Linked DNA regions of Gasterosteus aculeatus: region 1 is linked to region 2. A link is a contact called in public Hi-C data. All regions are on one chromosome and are shown on one strand. The core of a region is the stretch at or near the end of the contact, and the rest is flanking DNA. Distances in the headings are between cores, read along the strand shown. Region 1 overlaps ccnd2a (cyclin D2, a). Region 2 holds the start of tigara (TP53 induced glycolysis regulatory phosphatase a).

What was found. A called contact is a pair of places that touch in the nucleus more often than the background predicts.
Region 1: a Hi-C map of liver shows a contact between it and region 2, with 5 times the contacts expected there. The contact joins the enhancer-like site here to the promoter of tigara in region 2. A contact is called at or near these places in 2 of 6 Hi-C or Micro-C datasets (liver and skeletal muscle).

Annotation. Positions count from the first base shown.
Region 1 is chrX:6,297,448-6,303,398 of fGasAcu3.hap1.1, reverse strand. The region is part of intron 1 of ccnd2a (cyclin D2, a); the gene reads left to right. Among protein-coding and RNA genes, the nearest start is that of ccnd2a, 5.0 kb to the left of the region's middle. Within about 2 kb of position 3,853, at least 1 of the 9 cell types and tissues checked has open chromatin away from gene starts, as enhancers often do.
Region 2 is chrX:6,176,942-6,182,974 of fGasAcu3.hap1.1, reverse strand. tigara (TP53 induced glycolysis regulatory phosphatase a) reads left to right here and starts at 2,254. Exons shown (of 5, transcript XM_040163629.2): 1 at 2,254-2,397; 2 at 3,067-3,106; 3 at 3,796-3,873; 4 at 4,016-4,126; 5 at 5,219-6,033. The coding sequence starts at 2,360. The coding sequence ends at 5,623. ccnd2a (cyclin D2, a) reads left to right here. Exons shown (of 6, transcript XM_040162197.2): 6 at 1-644.

The DNA.
Region 1 (5,951 bases), core at 2,604-5,103, 120 kb before region 2:
GCGTGTCAGTCATCTCGATGGCTCCTCGCATCGGGGACATATTTGTTTGCTTCACGTCTCGCTGCTCTCGCCGCTCCCCCAGTGTCCCGTGTTCGACGCGCTGACGTCATCGGTTCCTGTCGCGCTTTTCCCGAAAACACGAAGGCGTATGTCAGCGCTGGGAGACCGGCCGCTGTGTTTTGGTGGTTTTTGATTAGCTTTAAATGCGCCATGCAGCTGCGCTGAGAGGATGCTGCTGTAGTCGTCTTTGGCTCGAATGCGTGTGAGGAAAGGGCATCGAGAGATGAGGGTGTGTTTCTGCAGATAGTTCACAGAGGACTAAAGCGGCACTGTATTTATTCTTGCCCAAACCATCTTTTACAGGAGTTGCACTTGTATAGAGAAAAATTTAGCAATACGCATCAGTTGGTTGCTCAACAGCTACGTTATCTGTTCTGTGGTTTCCTCATTTAGTCTTCAGACTCAACCTTTCGATCTCGCAGCCTCACTTGAGCCTCTTTTCTGAATTCAACGTGGTCGACATGTTTCAGAGACGCTCATTGTCCGAGTGAGGGGGATTTATCTGTCCTCCAAAAATCCGTGTCTGAAGAATGTAACTCTGCAGCCAAGCCAAACTAAAATTGTGAGTTTTTTCCCACTGACTCCCCACCGTCATTGTTAGACTTTGGGAAATGTGGAGCCCGTTGGAGAACAAAGCAAAAGCCTTGGAGAAGAACTCGGACACAAGGTTGGAAATGAAAAAGTTTTTTCTTTTTAGCAGAGGCCTCCTGGCATCTTTTCAAGTGCAGCAGCAGCAGGAGGAGGAGTACGAGGAGGAGGTGGAGGAAGAAAAGGAGGAGGAGGCAGAGTGTCCGACTGTATGTCCGGATGTGTCTACTATAGAGTTGGACCAGGATCAACTCTGAGATTCGCAGCTGTTGGGCAGGAACGGCGTCCCGGGCCTGGCGAAGCTGATTATGCCAGCGTAAATACTGCAGGAACGCAAGCGACACGGTTTACACGTTAAATCAGCCGTGTCGAATGAGCTGCGTGATGTTCCCTTTCTGCTGCTTGTGTCCACGTTTAGCTTCAGCACAGCAGGTTGCCTCGACGGTCCAGCCATTTAAACACCAACGTCTCAAAAGGAAAACAATTTTCTACGATTTCACATGCATCAGCTGGGACTGAATAGATTCTTTTGCTCCTGCGGGAATATGTTCCACTGTCACTCCCCGAGTGAACAAAAAGAAATCGAAAGCTCCGGTCGCTCATGAATCTATGATGCATTGACCATAAAACAGCTCCCACTGCTGTGCACTCACAGCTTTGCATTATTAAAAGTAACACAGTGTTTGATTTTTGCCCACTCGCTCAGGCTTGTCATGTTGTGCGCAAAGATCGGTGAAGTGGAAACATACTTTTTTGTTTTTTTTGTGGCCGTCTTTACCGGCAATCTGCCTCCTTTTTTAAAGATCGATTCAGGCAGACAAAACGTACAAGGGGAATTTTCTTTCTGAAAACGTTTCATGTGTCAGACACTTTCTGTAAAAAGAGCCATTGATAATATGAATAAGAAGTATTTCCTTTTGTAAAGATGTTCATTTGCTTTATTTATTTTTTTACGATTTTATTATATAATAATGATAATTTGCTTTATTAAAGGTATGATATACAGGTGGGTAATATCTGAGCTCTCCTTAACAATAAAAATAATAATACATTTCATTTATTTAGCGCTTTTCCAAATGCTCAAAGTCACTTTAATAAAACATTATATAATATCCTAAAAGCTGAACTGTAAATAAATAAAACCAAGCAAATAGCGAACACACACAGAACACGCAGTCATCTATTAAAAGCGGTTCTGAAGAGTCTTGGTTTGTGTTTTGAATGTGGAGGGGTCAGTGCAGTCTCGGGTGAGTTTGGGGAGAGCGTTCCAGAGGGAAAGGGGGAGTGGGGGGGGGGCAGCTATGGAGAAGGCTCTGTCACCCCATCTCCGGTGCTTGGTCCTGTGGGGGGTGGATGAGGAGGTCGGCGTCAGAGGAGCGGAGCCGGCGGGATGGAAAGTGATGGTGGAGCAAACTTTTTCTCTGCCCTATTTGTTACTGCACTGTCATCAACGCAGGGCAGAAGGGTTCGTTGATTTAATCGGTAGATCCCGGATGGGTGCTCAAGGTCCCAGTGACGGTTCCACTCATCTTTGCATGCGAGCATTACTGGCGCAATTGTGACTTTTAAATTATCGGATGAGGAAGCTGCATTGGACGGATTTTCATCATTCTGCTTTCGGTTGTCAGTGTCAGAGTGTGATAACGTGGCCGTGGCGTCCGTCCGGGCCGCAGTTCATATATGACAGAACGCTGACCTCTAGTGGTCAGGAAAGGTTGTGCAAGTGTAGCCGTGCATCACTAATGTCTTTTTAAGAACTCACACCTATCAACACAACAGTGTTGTATCAACTTGATCAGAACACAACTGCTTTTAGTTTATTCATGATTCCACACAGTTTGTTTTTCAAGAGCAGCCACTCAATTCTAATTACTTAATGTAAAATGACCCATTCAACTTTTGTGTTGTTATTATATTATTAAGTAACAACTATGATCAGAATGGAAATAAACTGCATTCATGGAATTCTTCCACTGCTCTCCACAAACTGTACATGCAGTTTCTTTTCACAAATATGAAAGGTAACACAAAAAAAATAAACGTTTAAACAACATTTACACACCATAACCTAATTACATATAAGAGTTGCATCAGATATAATATAGATCTAATTATTGGATAATAATATTTACCGCTGGAGAAATCATATGTGTTTTTGCCTCATGCAGCGTATAAAGTAATGTCATGTATGGATAATATGTATGTCTGAATGTGAGTGCAAAAATACATCCACTTTTACAACATTATGAATAAAAAAATATAGATATTGGTTTTCAAGTTATTCTTGTAACGTGAGTTCATCATATTGTATAGTAGAAAGCTCTGGATGAAGCGCACAAAATGACAAACTTATTTAATCATATATTTAGAGTGCAGTGCTAGAAGATACTGGCGTTGCTGTGGTTCTGATGCATCTCCACTAGAGAGCAGACGTGTCAAGCTGATGAAATCCAAAGACGCTTAAAATATGACCTCAATGTGACACGAGTGTGCGTCAATGTGAGGAGGGCTTCCACCTCAGTTATAGGATGAAACAAGACTTTCTTCACTTCACAAAGAAAAATGTTCATGCAATGTTTAAAATCTTTAGATACTTTTGATTCGCTTGATATTGATTGATATTGGTCACAAAAATTGACAAAAAATTCATATATTTCTTGTTTTCTTTTTTTTTTCAAAATAAACAACGTTGTTAAATGATAAATCCTGTTTAACAGGCTGCTTTGTAGAAGTTTGATGGTAAAATTCAGTCAAAAATGTAAATTTATGTTGGCACATTTTAGTTTTCAAAAATATTATGACACGGCCCTATCTGTACCTGAGGATGGTGAAGCAGCATTACTCTGCCCGGACTTTTCTACACAAAATCAAAAGTTAACCCAAAGGTACCCTATTCTATATTCACACCAGTATCTTTACTATTTTGCTATCGATAGACGTGGTGGTGCATTATCTAGCTGAGCAGCTAATAACCGTTGCCATCACATCCTCTCTCCTTGCTTTCAATGCCTACCCAAGCTGGTCTCGAGTGCTTTTAGTGCATGTGAGTGTGCACCGCCGGCAAGCGCCTGATCTCCACACTTCACTTCCCTCATAGTGGGGTTGCCGGTGGAAACGCCGCCCCAAACGAGCACGTTGTCACCTGAGCGTAGCACCCGCACTACGGTGTCCCTGCAGGTAAAACCTTTGAGTCCTGTCAGCACGATGTTAGCTGCACGACGCCTGCTTCAGCCGAAGCTGCGTTGAGGCCACGCCGATGAAGAGCTTTCACACTGTCACAGCATAGTCCAGCACGGCCCTCCGCAGGCCCCTTGTGACCCCAAAAGTCTGACCTCAACTTGGGAGCTCACACCAGAAGCCAAAAACACCGATCCAGTGGGCTCCACACAGAGGATGTATGTGGATTAGATGGGAATCGCACACGCCATCGTGTGTGTGAAAGACAGAGAGCTCCATAGAAAGAGAGAGAGAGTGACGGACAAATCCCTGATAAAAAGGTAGAAGAGGCTAATTAAAGACACAGAGAGCTATTCAGAATGCTCGTGTACTGCAGGAAGGATGTAGTATTTTGAAACTCCCCACATTTTTCGGAATAAAACCCCATGGTGAAAAGAACTGAGACACAGTGTTGCTTGGTGTTATTTCTTCATTTTGTGCTCCAAATCCCCTCGTGTAATGTGGTGGATGGCTCAGGATGCCCGGGGGTCATCTTAAGGTTAGTGGCAGGGTGTTTTTGTGTGTGTGTGTGTGTGTGTGTGCACGCACGCACCTTTTTTGTGGGGTACTTTTAATTGAATGCAAACTTCCTCCGGTGTTTCGAAGAAGAGTTTCCAGTAAAAAAAGAGCTTTGTGTCGTCGTGGCGAAGCGGTGGAGGAGGTCAGGACCGAAGCGTACCGTCACATGGGGACATTTATGCGTGCGGGGTGCGGGCAGGCTACGGATGGGGGGGGGACAATTGCAAATAAAAACCTCACGCAGCCTCTGAATCACTCGCACGTGAGTCTCATCACCCCGCTGCGCGTTGTGCACAGAGGTACCAGTGTGTGGGATTACAGGAGGCCCGAACAATCGCAGTACCCCCCCCCCCCCCCCCACGCGCACTATCTTGGCGGAGGAGGCCTCTTGCTGGGCGGCCCCGCCCGTACGGCCATGCTGTAGGCTGTTTAGTAGGCTCGTTCCTTATGTGTCATGTGTTTTGACTCGTGTCAACAAAGTCTCAATCAGTATCAAATTGCCAGGCGGGGGGGGGGGGGGTTCAAACACACAAGTTTGATCTCAATAATTGGTCTTGACACACTCAACAAGAGGGAGCGCGAGGCTGAACCCCGCTCATGGCTCAGCGCACACCGTAACAACTCACCCAATGTGGAAAACCAGAATAGACAGTGACTCAAATATGATGCATTGTGCATACTTGTCCAAAAATACCTTTTTTTTATGTGTTGGTATAAACGTCTCTGACCTCCTGCCGTTGAAAGAAATCGCTTTCTTTTTGTTTTTTCTGAGGGATAATTGGCCAATTTCCTCCTCTGACTTGTCACAACAAGATTAATGAGTTAATTTGTGAAGGCAAGGGGCCCAAACTTGCTTAATTAGAACAAATAAATCCAGCAGATTGGGGAAAGGTAAAAAACAAGGTAGACTTTAGAACTGGCACCTCTGGTCGATCCGATTGATCGTCTGTACAGCTGTGCAGACAGCTGTGTCCCTTTTTGGCGTCGTTCTCAGTACCATGTGTTGATCAGTTTGTGTACCTGTTTTTTTTATTGGTTTTAGAAGACTTATTGTAAATAAAAAGAAGAGACTTCCCAGTGTGGGTCTGGGTCTCTATCTGCACCTTTTATTCCCAACACGCTCGTCTGTCAGTCTCTTCAAACATCCCTCAATTGACTCGCCGCCCGCTCTCCGCTACGCGCTTTGACTCGGTCGACCAAATGCTCCTCCCTCTGGCCGTCGGGTTCCCCAATCCCGCCCCCCGGCATCCGGGCCTCTTGTAAACGTGACCCGTAACGTGGCGCGGTGCGATCAATCCCGCATAATGACGCCACTCCAAATACGCTGCTCTTTATTGCTGCTGCCGCTGGTCTGCCCTTAACAGTGACTTCAAATCGTCAACGCCATTTCCCCTGGAAAGTAGGGCAAAGGTCAACGAAGCTCTAGTGTGTTTGACTTGTGTCTGGATATATTTGGGGTAAGCGAGAGAGAGGGAGAAGAGGAAGAAGAAGCGACAGCATGCGTGAGACACCAATGGGAGCGGAGGCTCTGTTGGAGAGGGTACCCCCTCCAACCCGTGGGCTCCCCG
Region 2 (6,033 bases), core at 1,005-3,504:
CTGGACAAAACAAAACACAAGCAAATCTTATACCGATGCCTCTGCGGTTAGTCGCCCGGAGCGCAGGGGGAAACGCGTGCGACGGGGGGTGGAGGGAGAGCGAGGAACGACAGGTTATTCTTTTTGTGGATGATTCCCACTATTTTAGTGGAGAAACAACTTGCTCAGTGAGATGGACTTAACCTATTGGAGGGCGGGCGCAGCAACATCTCCTGTATGGGGGGTTATTTTGTGGATAGTGCAAGCATGTTCATTTTTCTGTTCATCTTGGTGCTAACATCTGACTTGTTGTGCACGAGATGGGGAAACAGCATTCCTACAATGGCCAAAGTACAGTTCTTGCTTTATACAAGCACAATCACCCTGAATGTCAGTAAATATGGATTCTGTATGTAAGAAAAGAAACGTTTTGGTCTGAAACATTGTTTGTGCACCATTATAACTGCCACGTGAGAACAGTTTGAGCTACACCTGTCATGTCCGACCATAAATACTCTGATATCTGGAAGTTTCAATGGTGCAGATTTCCCTTCTAGCTGCCCCGCCTCCACTATAACTCATATCATGTACCTCAAATGTCTGTTGCACAACCTCTGTTCAATAAACTTCTGCTTTAAAGGGTGTGACACCACATCAGCTCACTATTTCCCACGCCTGTGCTCCTTTTAAGCGGTGCGTCTGATTGTTTCATAATCAATGGACTGGTTTGTGTGGGAGTCGGCAATGAAACAGCAAGTTTAGCTGCACTTTAAGGGTTGAAAGGTACACAAAGCACCGATGACGAATGTGGGAGAATAACAACGGTTCCCCTGCATGCCAGAGAATGAGGACGACCACTTATAAACACACCCTGCAAATGTGTACACACAAGAATGTTTCAACCGCGTCCAATAAATCTGCATGCAACCAAAAGTGAAGGAAATTTACTGGTAACAAAAAGGGCTCTTCACCTGTGAGCGCAGCAGGAAACTGAGCATTATAGACGTGAAGGGACTTAATTTATATAAAACTAAATTGTGCATAATCATTGAAGTAAAAAACTAGAAATAAAAAGGCAGACCGTTAACCTCCTGCTTTACCTCACGTTCTCTGTGGCACGTTAGAATCGGTTGCACGGTTTGGGTGACACATGCATTAATGTGTGTAGCAGTGATAATGAAGGAGGGTTGAAACTTTAATCTCCCAAGTACGGCTGACTGGCGAAATGTCACAAATAAAGTGTGCTGTTTGTGCTCTCTAGTGGTGACATTTATTAACGTATCTGATGCTTAGACGTTACAATCAGCCACAGACTTGTAAGTATGAGTTCAATATACTAAACTAATAAGACCGTAATAGGTTTTAGATTAAAAGTTGGCCTTTTGTAAACAGGCTAACAGCGGTGATTTCTGTATTACTTCTATTGATCACAGGTGCAAATGCTTGGATTTAGCTCAGATTTGCGGAATGGGGGTGTCTGTCAGTGATATGACTGGTGACCAGTACAGGGTGTACCCAACACTCGCTGGGACGGACTCCAGCCCCTGAACCTTGTGATTATTACAGTATTATCTTAATATGAAGGTTATTATGACATTTTCTGTCATTTTTATGGCTGCCATACAATTTCATAATAATCTTAGAATAAAGAGGCCACTGAACGGTGCTTTTAATTTTCAACAACAATGAACAACGCGGTTGGTAATGAGGCGAGAATATCATGTGTATACTTGAGCCCATTGAAAATATTCTCTCTGCAAAACTCCTTGTGAGGTGACAAATAAACACTTCTGCCTACATGCAACACTATCGACAGAGAAAGTGAACACCCTAATACACTGTTGCTTTTAGTTTGTGTCAACCAGACTAACCAGATCTAACCAAAAAATGCAAATAAGAAAATTAAGTTGGCACTGGACAGTGGATGGCGTGATGGTCATGAATTAATGAATGGTCAAACATTTGGACTTAACCTGAAGAATCTTTCATAGTTCCCGCGGACTGAGTACCGTGTCTTTCAAATGAAAATAAAATGAAAAGATTGATTTGTAACCTTTTCAAGTTAAAAATGTAACACATATTCAACCAAATTTAAGTGCACATTGGCACTGATAATTTTTTCAATAAATTTAGTTTTTTTTATTGACAACAACAATTACGCTAATGTTAAAGCTGCATTTTATAAAACACGAAGTTACAACGTGGTCTTACATCAGTCTTTGTTCTAATACTTTCCAGCGGTAGTTTTACGTGTATTAGTGTAAACTGCAGTAAACACACTTTACCTCCGCGCGCGACGCGAGTACGCGACGGTACGTCAGTCTTCTTGAAGCTGCCACACGTCAAGGCGATATTATATACACGTGCTTTATTGTACAGCATGAAGACGCTGACATTTGCGCTGAGCCTTATTCGACAGTAAGTGCGGTTGACGTTCATATTCATATAGTTTTTATGATAAATGTCTCGTGTTTGTTTCCCCTAAAAATAGACTGTGAGGCTGCTTCGACCTGCGCACGCAGCACACGTTACATGTGATACAGTCACCCTGCATGCGTTAATACATGTGTAACATGCCTGAGGGGTATTTGTAGCGAACATGTTAAGCCCCCTTCGTGTTGCACAAGAAGTCGGTTTATTACTTTCACCGTCATATTTCAGTTTTAAGCGAGCGCATCTGCCTGCGGTGACGTCATTGAAAAGAGTTCGTCATAGAGCGCGACCCCCAGTGGAGCGATTAGGAACAGCAGCTACTTTTATAGAAACGCAGTTTGTCTTTCTGCAATTCTCATATTAGCAAAGTCACCCTCTACTATCGAAATAGTAATAATATTTTCTATTTCGAAAAGGCATTTCACTATTTTCTGATATCTGAATAATTGACATTTAATAACCGAACCAAAGATTATTGATAGATTAATGGTTAACAGGAGCCATGTTTGATCATCTGCCCTCCTTAAAGGTCCCGTCAGCAAAACATTATGCAGAGTAAACATGTTCACGTGTATGTATGTTTAAAAAAAAATCATTTTAACTAATCTGTTTGCTCCTTTACTTTGATATTGATTAGTCGTTTATTTTCTGCAGTGGGGAAACGCAGTACAACAAAGACGGCCTGCTGCAAGGTGTAGTACGACTGAATATGTACAGTAAGACGTTTACAGTCTTACCCTCATCCTTTCGTCTCCCTCCATACAGGCCAGGCCATAGATTCGCCCTTGTCTGAGAGCGGGCTGCAGCAGGCTGAGGCAGCCGGCTGTTACCTTAAAGATGTTGAGTTCAGCAACGTGTTTTCCAGTAACATGCTGCGGGCGCAGCAGGTGCAACGCTTCAACCTTCATTTGTAAAATGAATCAAGACACTGCAGGGCGTAGTTATTTTACTGTTTGATCATTCAACTTTATTGAGTCGCACATGAGTCCATATGAAAGCATCAAAAACAAATACAACAAAACTTTATACGATAAAAGACACACTGACATTTATTCAAATTTTTACGATAAAACATTTACTATTACTCTGTGTCTGGATTAGTCAAGGCTATTAGTTGGCTTGTGCATACAGCTGCACATCGTCACCATCACTTTAATCAAACCGGATAACGTGACCCAAATATCTCATTTTACGTACCACACTCTTGGCTGATTAGATTTAATAGAAACGCACTGTCACACCTCATTGGACCGAGCGTGTCAGTTTGTGACATTTGTTCCTGTGAGCAATATTAATTGTGGCAAGAACCATGAAAAAAACACCCAACTGATGTATGTTAGCATGTGCTGACTAGATGACGTCAACGTGTATTATCTATTCCAGACGGCTGAAACAATAATGAAACACAACCGCAGTTGTTCTGGCTTGCAATTGGTGTGTGACGCTTTGCTTAAGGAGAAAGTGAGTGGCATTTCCTCTGTGTGATTTTACAGCAAAAAGTGTGTTGTTTTTAGTTTTTTTCACGAAAAACATTTTCCTAAAATACATTTACTCATTAATAGATACGCATGAGTAATCCAGTCACGATCTTGTTGTTTCCCAGAGCTTCGGGATAGCGGAGGGGAGGCCGGTGCAGGACGTGAGGGAGATGGCCGAGGCAGCGGGCCAGTCGTTTCCGGGCTTCACCCCTCCGAAGGGGGAGACTCAGGAGCAGGTGAGGCGGCGACGGCCTGTGGCTGTTGAAGACGGGTTGAGTAGCTGTTTGTCTGTCATATCATCCATCATGCAGGCATTATTTATCTCCCTTTTGTTCAGCATGTAGTTACCCCACACATCAGATAACACGTGTGTCCGGATACAAATCACCACCTCCCTTCATTTCATTACTTCCATTGCAAAATATATGATTCCCCCACTTTGAAATACTCCTTCCAACATAGGCAACTTAAATTAAACATAAAACAGATTGAATGTGTTTCTTTGACACACACAATCATCTGGTTTGGCAAGAAATACTAACAATTGGTCTGAAAAAAGGAAATAGCCTCCATATTTAACTGCGGCTGTGGATCCAACCTGAATCCCCCTCTAAGTGGAAGGAAAACATCTCATGTCATTTTCTCAGTCAAATCCCTTCCTCTGCATGGATGCAACAGAGGTCGCAGGGCCTCTTTGCACCCACACGATCCGTATATCATTTCGTCATCATTTTGTGCCGAAGCACCTGTGAGGCAGGAGGACCAAAGTACACGCCCTTCCACCCCCCCAAACACCCGCAGCGAGTTCGTCACTGCTCCTGATTAAAAAGTCACCACTTAGCTGTGTTGTTTGTGTCAGAGGCTGCGTGGGCGCGTGTGTGAGGGGGCGTCGGAAGGAGGGATGTTCTATTCCCGAAAGACCTTCATCCATTAGATCTCGGTTTGGACGTTAACTCCGGTGCATCCCAGTACGTGACCGGCACGTGACCGGCACGTGGCGGCGATGATGATGATGATAATGCTGAAAGATGGAGTTGACGTAAGCAACAGGCGCCCCAATCGGTGCCGGCTCCATGAATCCCTCCCAGCTCTGACCGGTCACTGCTTGTCGGATCCGGTTAAAACTCAAAAACCAGCTTGTGTGTGTGTGTGTGGTTGTTTTTTTGTTATGGAAAAGTTTGTATCCATCTTGTGTTCATTACAACAACCCTTCCCCTTGTTGCCCTCACAGAAGCAGCTAGACACGTTTGCCTGACATGTCGTGTTTGTAAAGAAATACAATGCAAGAGAGAAGCATGACGCAGTTCCTGAACGTCTGCTCCGTTCAGGTGACACAGCGGGTCAAAGAGTTCTTGGAGAAAACCCTCCAGCAGATCGGGGCCGAGCACTGGCGTGACAGAGGGGAGGAGGACGAGACCTCTTCCTCCTCCTCCTCCGATCCGTTGTCAACATCTCTTGCGGAGGGACGAGCAGACGAGGGGGTCAGAGGTGTCCCTGTCCACGCTCTGGTCGTCACCCACGGGGCCTACATGTGCGTGGCGGTGCGGTTCTTGGTGGAGGAGTTGGGCTGCTCCTTGCCGCCGGGCACCGACAAAGAGCACGTCTTCGCTTTGAGTCCAAACACGGGTCTGAGTCGGTTTCTCCTCACCGTGAGAAGAGCGGAGGGCAGGTTCGCACTGTCAGCCATCCGCTGTGTGTTTGTCCACAGGAAGGGGGGGGACGTTCAAAAGTAGGAGCTAAATGAACAGCATTTTTTTTTCAAGCTGAGTTAAAAGTGAGACGTGCCGAAAAAAAGTGAGAAGTTTCCTAGCTGTTGAAAACCAGCTTATTTTAAAAATATAATCAAGAGAAAAATCTAAGGTCATGTATTGAGGTGTTCATAGTTTACCAGATGCAGTACATCATGGTAAACTAAAAGTAATCGAATGCAGCAATCTAGTTTAAATTCACCAATATTTCATACTGCGGCCTGAAAAAAGAATGATTTATTTAATTTCCATTTAATGCTGTTGTGAGCTTTTATTTCCACTCGTAGAGCGTTTGTGTAGCAGTGCTCGCGTCATCACGTCTCTGGCTGTTCATTACTGTAAGTGTGGGCAGCTTTGTGCTCTAATGAGTCCATGTTTCTATATATATTCTCCGG